Linked DNA regions of Mus musculus: region 2 is linked to region 1. The links are chromatin contacts, called in public promoter capture Hi-C maps. All regions are on one chromosome and are shown on one strand. The core of a region is the stretch at or near the end of the contact, and the rest is flanking DNA. Distances in the headings are between cores, read along the strand shown. Region 1 overlaps Utrn (utrophin). Region 2 overlaps Utrn (utrophin).

Region 1 (6,134 bases), core at 1,839-4,338:
AACCATGATGTAATAAATCTATAATGGTCTTGGATGTTGTCACTTCTTCATATGAAAGATAGAGCTAAAAGTCCTTCCCTGCCAGTCCTAGATATTACATAATCAAGAACTATCTTTTTGTGATCACTTAAAAAAAAAAAAAAACTATATGAAGCAAGACTTTAAATTTGAGACAAGAAAAGAAGGGTTCCCTGATCCTCCTACTGAATTCTTACTCGGTTTTGAATAACTATAGTGTGCAATCTGTTAAGAATTCTTAGCATGTATCTTAAAAGTTCATAGGCTCTAGGAGGGAACATGTGGCCCACCACAGAAACAGTGGGGAATAAGCTGGACCCTGTCTCTGAAATACAGCTATCTCTTCGGTTTGCCACCGTGTTGTAGACACATAGATTATCTCTACCAACTACAGCAACAAGCAGACTAGATGAGCTCAGATGCCACTTTCGAGAGACACTGGAGACTTCTGAACTATCAACAAAGCAAAGGGTGGACAAGCCCTTGTTAACAGCCTGTCTTCGAGGCTCCTCTCCTGAGCTCACACAGAGCTCAATCCTCTCTCATGTCTTACGCAGCAAAGAGAAAGATAAGAGGTCAAGTCCATAGAACAGAATGAGTTATCTAGGGGACCGCCACCTACTAGCATTCACTTTCCAACGTACAACAAAATAATATGTAAAAGCCTATTATAAAGTGAAGCAAATTCCATTATTTCCCCATATCAGATAATTGTTGATATCTATCAGTGTCCTTTGACACAAGCAGGTTGTGCTGTACACTAGCCACAAACTTTAGTCATGTTACCTGGTCTTTACACACTCACTTGTTTGTTAAAAACTCAAATGGAAGCTGGGCATGATAGTGCACGCCTTTAATCCCAGCACTCGGGAGGCACAGACAGGCGGATTTCTGAGTTCGAGGTCAGCCTGGTCTACAAAGTGAGTTCCAGGACAGCCAGGGCTATACAGAGAAACCGTCTCGAAAAAACAAAACAAAACAAAACAAAAACTTCAAATGGTTAACCCAGTATTATTATCAGTTATACCACAAGCAAAACCTTCATGCTTTCTATTATTATAAAAAGTACTATTGAAGCAGAAGAGATGGCTTGGCAATTGAAATCACTTGTTGCTCTTGCAGAGGATCCAGGTGCGGTTCCCAGTACCCATGTGGTGACTCACAGCCATCCACAATTCTAGATCCAGGGGACCCAAAGCCCTCTTATGAACTGTTCAAGCAGCAGGAATACACATGGTGTATATACATTCATGCACGCAAAACATTCAGACACATAAAATAATCTTCTCTGAAAGAACCATACATTTTCGATAATATCTGAGGGGATTTATGGAATGAGTATCTTCCCAGTCCCAAATTCACAGAAATGGTCACTTGTGGGAACCTTTCCTATTCAAAAACAATTCACACAGACACCTATGTAGGAATAACACAGATGCCAGAAAGGCTCCATTGCAAACGAAGACTTCTAAAAGTTGCCATTAATGGCACACTCTTTTTCCCTCACGTCCAAATAGTCCAATTGTTTAACAGGCAACAAGTTTAAGAAAGGCTCCTCTAGAATATTCTGATGGGAAAAAAAACCATGAAGATGCAGTTCTGTCCCTGTAAAAGTCAAATATAAACGCAAGGATGACCAGAGTACCCCTTTCCCTTAAACAGAAGGCTCATGGTAACGACAGCTCAGTTTCTTCCTTCTGTTTCTCAATCTCAGACGATCACTGACGACAAGCTATACAGAATGTGCTGTGAATGTGTGCCCTTCCCTCCATGTTCCCACACATGGGTGTGGTACACTGGCAGTCAATTCTCTAAGAAAGAACCCCAAATCCCTGCAGAATGGCAGACAAGGAAGGTGATGGGGCTCCGCTGGAGAGAGTAAGAGATGGTGCCTAGACTCTCACAAGGAACTCATCAAAATCTGTGCTGTAAAACTTATGTGTGAGTGATGGCCTTAACTAATACTCGGGAGGCAGGTGGATCTCTGTAAGTTCAAAGCCACCCTGGTCTACAGAGCAAGTTCCAGGACAGCCAGGGCTACACAGAAAAATGCTGTCTCAATCAACAAGCAAGCTTCTGTGCTCTGTCAAACTCTCAGGCCCCTGGATCCAGTTACCCAGCACCAAAACCATTCCCCCAAGGACAGGCAAGTATTCTGTCAGCAAGCCATCAATCTTTAAACCACAGTACTAGTTTCCACCCATTCCTACAATTAAAATGGTGAAAAATATTAAAATACTCTACTTGAGACTAGTTCGTTCCTGTCCTTTAAGCACAGGCATGGCCGTTCCCTGGTTCTTCTCTGCTCTGTCCAGAGCACTGTCTCCCAGGAAAATGTTAACGAGCTGCCTCAGCATCAAAACACTAGAAAAGGCAGGTTCTTTTCTTGGTAGTTTATCCGCCGAGTTTTTGGTTTTTGATTTCAGTTTTGTTTCATTCTGAGAAAAGGTCTCCCTTTGCACCTTGGCTATCCTAGATCTCACTCTGTAGACTCGGCAGCTTCTTAGTCACACCGTCTTTGGGAGTTTTAAATACTTTTGACTCCTTGAAGAAGGAACTGTCTGTGAGAGTAAGAAACTCTACACACCTGTGTGTATATATTTTTAGCAATAGGACACGGACTGAAAATGTGCTGGGGGAAAAACATACATGGAACCCACAACCACGGCACATATCCCAGCATGCAAGAGGAGAACTACAATTTTTGGTCTACACAGAAAGTCCAAACTCAGCCTGAGCAGGAGCCAGAGATGTAGTCCACTGATAGGTTTGCCTAGCAATTACAATGCCCAGGATACAACCCCCAGCACTACAAGAAAAGAAAATTAACACATGCATGCACCCACACACAGACACACATATCCAAGTGTGTACACTCAGCGCACACTTAGACTGTCATTACAAAACACTAAATATCCCTGACACATGCAACTTCCAAATGTTCCACATAAATACAGAAAGGACTAGTAGTACCCAAGAGGACATGTCCCCGCCCAATATGTACAAGTAGCTGGTGTGTAAGCAGGGTCCTTGTTCTACACAGGAGGGCAGAACACTTCTTATGTAAGGACAGGTCAGTACATATTTTAGACTTTGTTGGCTGTGTGGTCTCTGTTGAAACTACTCAGCTCTGTTGTAATGGGAAAACAGTCATTAATCATACAAGAATGAGTAAGCCAACTGAAAGACAACTTTGTTCTAATTTCATGAACACTGAAGTCCAAATTTCATAGCATTAACACAAATTATAAGATAATATGTTGCTCCTCTGTAAATATAAAAATGATTTTAACTTGAAGACCATGCAAAACCACACAGTGACATAGTAAAATGTTCTAACACAATAACAGTCAGCATTTACTGTGTGCATAGGTTAAGTTCTGAGAATTGTATGGATTTAGATTCATTGTTTATACATATTCTTTCCTCCTAAGTGGTCTAAAGGGAACAGCTTCAACATTCCCATTTTACAACTGAAGAGACTGAGACCTAAAGGTGGCATAACAAGTGAGAGACAGAACCAGGATCTGATCTTACAAAACCTGGCTCCAAGTCCATCTTCTCAACATTTGAGCCAATAAATATTACCAAGGCATACAATGCAGTAAACAGGGGAGCAAGCATTTTAATTGCAGGATTGGGATAAAGATAGACAGAAATGTAGATGATATAGAGAGATATAAATTAGTAGAGATTGAAATCTAGAGAGATACAGATATATAGACATAGATTATAGATGTAGCTGTAGATATAGATATAGGTATAGATTATAGATATAGATATATGAATATATAGATATATGAATATATAGATAGATATCAACTTCTCAGAACAACAGCATAAATCACCACACTGTACTAAACTAAGGCACCATTTCCCAGCAGCCCACTGTAAAGCATCTCTGGTGTTTTTTGTGATGTGGGCTGTAAACATCGGCTCTGGGAACAAGTCTAGAAATGTCAAAAGTCATCTTTTAATAAAAATAAGGACTGATTCATCTTGAACATCAACCTCACATTTAAATCTGTGCAAAGACTGACTTGCAGCAACTTCTTTGGCAGAGAAAATACAGTTTAATAACCCAATCACATAAATATTTGGTGAATATCCCCTTTGTGCCTTAGTCCTGGCAAAATGCTGAGTTCACGTCACTCTCTCCAGTCTCCTTATGGGACCATTTTCATTACTTACTAATAAACACAAAACGGTACAGAAAAGCAATCTTGAACTTGGGGGGAAGATAACACTTATGTCCCATTTTACTTTTTAAATTATTTTTACTTTATTTTATGTGTATGGGTCTCTTGCCTTTATGTGGTCTGTGAACCACATGCATGCTGTTCCCATGGAGGCCAAAACTGGGCAATGGATCTCCCAGAATTGTTGTGAGCTGGGGACCAAACTGTAGACCTTTGTAGGAGGAGCCAGTGTTCTTAACCACCAAGCCATCACTCTAAGAATCTCCTTTTTCTTTCAAAGCCTAATAAACAGAAGCATGATGGCTGTAGTCCTAGACTGCCTAATTAGGACTGGCCCCCACTCTCATCCTTTTCTACTAGTCCATCTTTGGACAATCTCAGTACCAGCCCTGGGCCCACCATTTTGACAAGAGAACTGCAACATCAGTACTATTTCCTGGAACATGAGTGCGACTGCATTTAAAAGCATCTGGGCAAAGATGCTACCAATCATTGCTAAGCAAAAGGAGAGGTAGAGGCAGCTGTAGGGAGCAGGCTTCACACATGTGATGACATGATGAAGGGAAGCATGTCTGATGGGCATCCGTCACACATGGACAGTCAGCAGGTGCTCCCTGCTCTGTGCCAGCACAGCATGACCATGCAGAAATCAAGACTCGCTGTTTGGCAGGGCTTCCTGTTTAAAAGACAAGTTGAAAATCTGAATTGGCCTGTGCAGCACTGGTAATTTTCTAGACCATCACACCAGGCAAGTAAGTCTTGTCTACAGGCATACTGAGTCGTAAGATGAATGACAGGCAATCACCAAGTAGGGCAGGGCCACATCCAAAGGAAATATAGGGTTAGTCAATAGTGAGTCTCTTAAGGAATTGTAAACTCTGTGACCAGTACACAAGTATACACACACATGGACGCCTTCATGACAACATGTGTGTGCTCTGTCACGCACACACACACACACACATACACACACACTTAAATGAAAATGTAATTCTTAAAAAATGTCACATGGGGTCAGCTAATAGCTCAAATGCTTTTATCCAAAATCATGTTCAGCCAAGACTGAAAACCTGAATTCTGTCCTCAGGACCCATATGGTCAAAGGGAAGAAGTGATACAACACATTGTCTTCTGATCTCCATGTCATGTGAGCACACACACACACACACACACGAAATAAAACAAAACCTAATTTTTTAATTAAAAATAAATCAATTAGAATTTAGGCAAAAGGAGGCAAGCAAGAAAGAAAGCTAGCTAGCTTACAAAAGTACCACCAGAGTATCCTAAAGATGGTGGTCAAGAATATAGAGAATATTTTATTGTTTATTTTTTCTCATTGGTATTTGGGAATTAATAAAAATTGAAATGTCTTTTTAAGAAGAGGACATATGAGGCTGAAGAGATGGCTCAGCAGTTAAGAACACCTATTGCACTTCCAAAGGTCCCAAGTTCAATTCCCAGCACCCACATGGTGGCTCACAACCATCTGTAATGGGATCTGATGACCTCTTCTGGTGTTTCTGAAGACAGCTACAGTGTACTCATAAATGGAGGAGGAGGAGGAGGAGGAGGTGGTGGAGGAGGAGGAGGAGGAGGAGGAAGTACATACAGCTCTTAAAATAATTAGCTCTGTTGACATGAAATGAGTATCAAAACCAATGGGTAGCACATGGTTCAGCTCAAGGAAGCCTGCAGTGCCTCTGGTAGTACTCACAAGGAGATGAACCATCTCCAGGGGGATGGTGCTCCCAGCTGCTCTGACCACACATTCTGTAGCATCTTCTTTTCCAGATCCCATTTTTATGACTATTAACTCCCAAGATTCAAGGAGCAGAAAACAGCAGAGCACACACATCCGTGTCCCAGACTGTTTAAAGGGCAACTGCATGTGAGCAGCAACTCACACCAGAATCC
Region 2 (6,091 bases), core at 1,428-3,927, 68 kb after region 1:
TTTTCTTATGAACATTTGTTGGGATTGTGAGAAAAACCTGACCAGTTTCTAGAGAGTTCTAGAATGCTCAAGCTTTATGGCAAGGCGTGAAGAAGATATCCAAGAGTTTTTCTTTTATTATCCTCGATAACAAAACCCAACGGGAAACCTGACCAAATGATGCCCACCAGCCTATGGGTTCAAATAGGGTTGCTCAGAACACTACCCCACTGTCACCTGCCACTGCCTGTCTCCCCACTGACTCTCTGCAGCTAAACATACTAATTTCCCCAGTTCCTAACTACTGGCACCCGCTCACATTGCCTGTGCAAATACTGAAGTCTGCCTCAAAGACCCAGCCCTATCAGCTGCCCCGTCCAAAAGGCAACTCTATCCCTGCTTACAAACCGGCTTCCATGGGCACCATCCACTACAGTCCACCAGGCACAGTTGTCTGCACGTCAACCCTGGCCACAGGACTGTTTCTTTCCCTGTGCAAATGTCCCCATGCAAATCCGAGGGTGCTCTCTCTTCAGAAGATACGGGGATTAACACATGTGAGTCATCGAAGAGCCAGCCTGCAGCTGCTAACACAGAGACGGTCTCGTCCAAACATGGACACTCCACCCACTCGGACTCTTGTGTGTCATCATTTCTCTCCACTGAGAATGAGATAAGCATCTATTTATGACAGTTAGGGCCAGAACTGAGGGGAAAGTGAAAAAAACCCAGGTAATAACTAGACAGGGTCATCCCTGGGAAAGGAACCAGAGGTATTTGCCATCTGGTAGTGTGTGTGTGTGTGTGTGTCTGTGTGTGTGTGTCTGTGTGTGTGTGTCTGTGTGTGTGTGTGTACACCTGCCTGCGTCTCTGTGTCTGTCTTCTATGTATGTGAATTTGTGTCTGCATTTATGTCTCTGTATGTGTGTGTGTGTTTGTCTATCTGTGTCTATCTGTCAGTTTCTCTGTGTATGTCTGTCTGTATACATGATAGAGTATGTGTCTGCCTATATATGTCTATGTATGTGTGTCCGTGTGTGTCTGTCTCTGTGTGTGTCTCTGTCTGTCTCTTTGTATATGTGTGCATGTGTGTCTTGTGTGTTGTCTGTGTGTCTGTTTATATATGTGTGTGTGCATCTGTGTGTCTCATGTGTCTGTCTGTCTGTCTATCTGTGTATCTGTGTGTGTGTGTGTGTGTGTGTGTGTGTGTGTGTGTGTGTGTGTGTTTTCCTGGGTGCAGGTGCATAAAGCCCAGAGGTTAATTAACCTCAAGTATCTTCCCAGATCACTGTCCACTTTGTTTTTGTGAGAAAGGGCCCTTGCTGGAATTCATCTAAGCTAGCTGGCCAGGAAGCCCAGGGATGCTCCCGTCTCTGCCTCCTCTGCCCTGAGATTACAAATGTGTGTTAGCACACTCAGACTTTTTCAAATAATTTCCGGTAATTAAATTCAAGACCTGACCCTGGCAAGCACTTTACTGACTGACTATTGTCCCAGACCATGCCCTTGCAGTTTCTAACACAATGTGGAAGAGTCACAAGAAAGTGTCCAAATGAGGGACAGAAAGGACAAGTGTTAGTTCTCGATTCAGTATCTCCAAATCAGGACACTCAGCAACAAGTTCCCAGTATCCAGGTGATGTGGGCTGCTCATTCGACCAATAGGTTTGGAGAGGAAAGAGGATTGCTCTCTTCTGTGCACCACAGCCCTGAAAGAGCTGGTTCCCAGGCCAGCCAAGGGACTCAGTCTGCAGGCCACAGGTATCATGGCACCTGCTGTGTCCCTACTGCAAGGAGCAGCTCAAGTCCTGGGACCGAGTAGCCAGAGGCTGCAAAAGGAACAAGGAAAGGCAGTGGCTGAGAAAAAGAGGTTGTAACGAGCTCTGCTAAAGGAGAAGCACAGAGCTGGCCTGTGATGAGAGTGATCATCAGCATGAAGAGAAAGGCAGAATAGAGAAAGAAGATCAGAGGGCAGGGTTAGCAAGGAGAAAACACAGAGATTCAAAGAAGAAACGAGAGACAGGCCTGCAGGCCCAGGGCAGCCCCTCCAGCAAGCGAGACATTCCCCAAGCTTGCCAGTCTGTACCCTCGCCAGTAAAGTCTTCTCCCCTGGGGAATATCTGTGAGTAAGGCTGTCTGGCCAACAAAGTATAAATACAGTAAGTATAACAAAGTTGATTCTGAAATTAAGAATATTGGGCTCAGATCACTTCCAGCTGGATGCCAATCCAATGGCAAGCTACAGCAACGAATGCTCCGGCTCAGTCCTTAGCATATAAGTCAGGTGGTGCCCAGATTGAGGGATGGCTGGCCTTCACTGTTCATTGACACTGACTGCCACTGATGCCCATGGCCCTCTTACAGGTTACGCTGTGTCAGGACTCTGACTCCCACTTGAAAGATGAGGTATGTAAGGTTTCATGACAGCAAGGAGAACAGCCAACTTAAGTGTTCTTTTCTTCCTTTGTGGCCCAGCCTGGTACCGCTCCATTCTGCCGGATCATTTGCCCTCGAAGGCAGCTCCCTGGCTCCAAAGGCACTGACTGGACTCACAGGAAGCCCAGAGAGTCCAAAGCTATTTTTATGAAAGTAAATGATACTATACAATACTTCCTTTCCTCACTCACGGCCACGGCCAAAAACCATTTGATGCCAAGAGGAAATAGACGTTCCTCAAAGCACTACAAGTCCAGGTGTCAGGTGGCAGCAGCTGCCAGAGCCAGTGCCACCCCTGACCTCCAGCACAAACACTAGCTGTGGACTGTCATGACAGAAGGACAATGACGGACAGCCTTACTACCCCTGAATGCATTTAAGTCACAGACCTGAGGGACCCGTGATGTTGGCCAGCTCTTCTCCAAGTCACTCCCTGAAACCCACAACCCCACCCCCACTCCCACCCCCACCCCACCCCCACCCCACCCCACAATGGCACCTGAAAGAGCAGAGAGGAAAGAGAAACCAAAGAAAGTGACTCTAGGCTGTGGGTTTCATATTCAAGAAGAGTCAGCAACAGGTGTGTGCCTCTGGGGAAATATGAAGTCTCTGAGCGCCTTTCACCTCAGCAGGGCAGAAAGCCAAGCCCAGAAGCCTGACATTAGGCAATGATGTCAGAAGTGGAAAGTGCCACCGTCCTCCAGCCACACCAAACAGACCACAATTTAAGTTCTCCCGTGTAGCCGCCTGAAACACACTTGACCGTAAAACAGCCGAGACACTAGTCATCCGTCGTACACCATCTTTAAGGCCTAGCGACTGGTGCATGCTGGGTAAGCAATCCATAGCTACCTAGTGAGTGAGAGTGAACGGGAGTGAAGCAAGAGGGGAGCAGAAAATGCTCTCCACAATAAAGAGAGCCAAAGCTCACCCCCAAAGTAGGACATAAATGCAGTTTTTAAAGGACATGAGCAGGAGGGAGTTGGGACGTGAGGCTAATCTTGGAGGGGTCAGGATGAGGAACAAGATGAAAATAGATTGAATGAAATTCTCAAACAATGAATAAAAACATTTTAAGTTTCTGGTTTGTTTTTTGTTTGTTTTTCCATTCTCCCAAAAAGAGAACACAAATTGGGAAGCAGAGACAGAGGGCAAGAGACATGCCTGGGAACATAGCCTCCCCAGAGATAGCCAGCTTGCCATCCCTTGAGCTAACAGTGTAGGGCAACCGTCATCAGTTAGAAGCCAAGTGACAAGTCACGGTCATTAAGCCATCTACTTCTAGTTCTCAGAAACGAAGCTATTTGGTAAGATCTAAAAGCTGTCAGAGAAGCTGTTGTGGCAGGGCAGGTCTGCAGTCCCAGTACTTGGGATGTGAGGGGGCAGAAAGGTCACAGAAGGAGGCCACCCTACGAGCTCAGTGAACATTGACTGGGCTATACAGAAAATCCTGTTTTCAAAAAACAAATACAAAGAAAAAATAACAACAACAAAATCCGACAGAAGGAGTGGAGAAATGTTATGATGGTATTGACCCCTCAAATGTCTGTTACTGGGATAAAGAAATGCTATCAGCGTGAGAACATCACTACTAATTATGCAATGTAAAGGGTTTAATTGGGTTAAATTATAATGATATTAATTATAGGAATACAGTACCGTCGTTGGAGCACGGACAAGAATAAGTCAGCAAGCAACACCACCAGGCCATGTCAGAAAACTAAATAAAATGTGGGAAGCAACTATAAAATATTATAAAGTATGATTGTATCTAAAGAATCTCACCATGTCATTTTCTTTGAAACTGTTAATTTACCTTCTGTTTATAACAATTATTCCAAAGAGTGTTTCTCTGTTCCTTGCATTTTTGGATTTTTTTTTTTTAACACTTAACTTTTTCAAATAGTTCCAGAATAACCCCACTGAGGTCACACCCAAAGGTCCTGAATAAGATCGTAGTGAAAGTCCTTGGTGCCTACATCAGAACAGCCCCAAATTTCAACGAATAAAGAGTGCTTTTTGCCCGGCCGGGCAGTGGTGGCGCACACCTTTAATCCCAGCACCTGGGAGGCAGAGGCAGGCAGATCTCTAAGTAAGAGGGCAGCATGGTCTACAAAGTGAGTTCCAGGACAGCCAAGGCTACCCAGAGAAACCCTGTCTCGAAAAAAACAACAACAAGAAGACAAACAAACAAACAAAAAAGAGTGCTTTTGCTTCTTGAACGACATCTCTTGACTCCTTCATCCCCAGGATCTGTCACCCTAAGGACAGACACTCTCCAAAGCGCAGAGAACAAGACCTGGAAGGCCAAGAAGCCTGCATTAAACAACACGAGAAGCAACTTTGGCAGGTGCCCTGAAGCAAACCAGCAGGCATGAGGCAGAGGATTACAGGGCACAGTCCACCCTGGAGGGAGTCAGGACGGAGATGGAGAGGGAGCGAGCTAAGGGCTAAGGACCAGCTTAACAGGCAGGAGAGGCAGACCACAGAGCGCACTAACCATGGAGCCAAAAGCCCACCCATGTAGCTGGATGGAGCAGTAGGCAGAGAGAACAGGCACATCGCAGACTGGAAACCATCACCTCACCACGTGATTCATGGGCACACACACTTAACTGAAGATGTGTCCTCACCCATATGTTCCCATAGGCCTAGTGTTCTTCTAGACTTTCCTCTGATATCTCAAACATCCACTGTTTGGGAAACATTCTTTGCCTGATCTTCCCCGAGGCAGGAGAGTTCCAATCTGTGTCCCATGTGACTGCTGGGCCCAACCTAGTATAAACCTCAGAACTTGTCTCTTACCGTACTACACAGCCACACAGGGCTGCAGTTCCAAGCTTGTGAGAAGGGATCTCTCAGTATTTATGTTTTCAAGAAGCCCATCACAAAATTTAGCACCAGCAGAGATTAAACAAATGGCAAGTCACTAAGAAAACAAACCAGGAAGAAATAGACAAGCTAAGTGGATACAGGGGTGGGTGTTTATTCAAGACACCCTTGTTGGAGACTTGGTGCCACCGTTAATCCCCTTTACCCACTGAAGATTTGGGGGTTGGGAGGAGCTAGTGAGGTTCTTACCCAAACAGGATTCTCATAGAACAGACACTTCTGGGCAAATCCCTCCACACATTCAACAGATAGGCAGTAAGTGGCAGACCAGAAGGACAAGAAGTCTGGTCAACCGAGTGAATCGTGGTTCCAAGATGTCTTTTAATAAGTGACGTCAAATCCTTCCTTTAAAACTGACACATTTCAAAATAAAACTACAGGAACCGGCCATCCAAAAACCAAATCATTTAGAATCTGTCATACCAATTTTTGTCTGACTGAACAGTGCCTCCGTTTACTTCCTATGAACAAAAATATCCAAGCAACCGCACCATTCCGGGCGAGTCTCCTTTACCTGCCTGTGACTCTCTGCTGGCTCCATCTGTGGCCACAGATGTCTCTTCCATTTCTCCCTGGCACAGCATGCCCTCCAAATGTGGTTTCAGTTCCCAAGCCAGCAGTACATGCTCTGTGGAGTCACGAAGATGCACGTCCCCCTCGGCTGAAGGGAGACCTGGCTTTGATGCAGTCAAATTGAAAAACAGGGCCAAAGTATATGGGAGTGAGGAGAGATGAGTCCCTCCCCAACTGCCCAGACCAGATTGGTTACATTCTTGCCTCTGAGC

What was found. Capture Hi-C pulls out chosen DNA fragments and counts their contacts.
Region 2: a promoter capture Hi-C map of adipose tissue shows a contact between it and region 1. The contact joins two enhancer-like sites. A contact is called at or near these places in 1 of 15 datasets of contacts at CTCF or cohesin (the NIH/3T3 cell line), 4 of 484 Hi-C or Micro-C datasets (the C2C12 cell line, brown adipocytes, nephron progenitors and 1 more), 4 of 115 datasets of contacts at active chromatin or transcription factors (the SCID.adh cell line, bone marrow-derived macrophages, cardiomyocytes and 1 more) and 3 of 9 other capture datasets (adipose tissue, liver and pancreatic islet).

The regions. Positions count from the first base shown.
Region 1 is chr10:12,752,038-12,758,171 of GRCm38.p6, forward strand. All of the region lies in intron 2 of Utrn (utrophin), which reads right to left. Among named protein-coding and RNA genes, the nearest start is that of Utrn, 110 kb to the right of the region's middle. Within about 2 kb of position 3,089, at least 18 of the 459 cell types and tissues checked have an H3K27ac peak or open chromatin away from gene starts, as enhancers often do. A contact at or near this core is called in adipose tissue, where this site is marked.
Region 2 is chr10:12,820,949-12,827,039 of GRCm38.p6, forward strand. All of the region lies in intron 1 of Utrn (utrophin), which reads right to left. Among named protein-coding and RNA genes, the nearest start is that of Utrn, 38 kb to the right of the region's middle. Within about 2 kb of position 2,678, at least 47 of the 459 cell types and tissues checked have an H3K27ac peak or open chromatin away from gene starts, as enhancers often do. A contact at or near this core is called in adipose tissue, where this site is marked.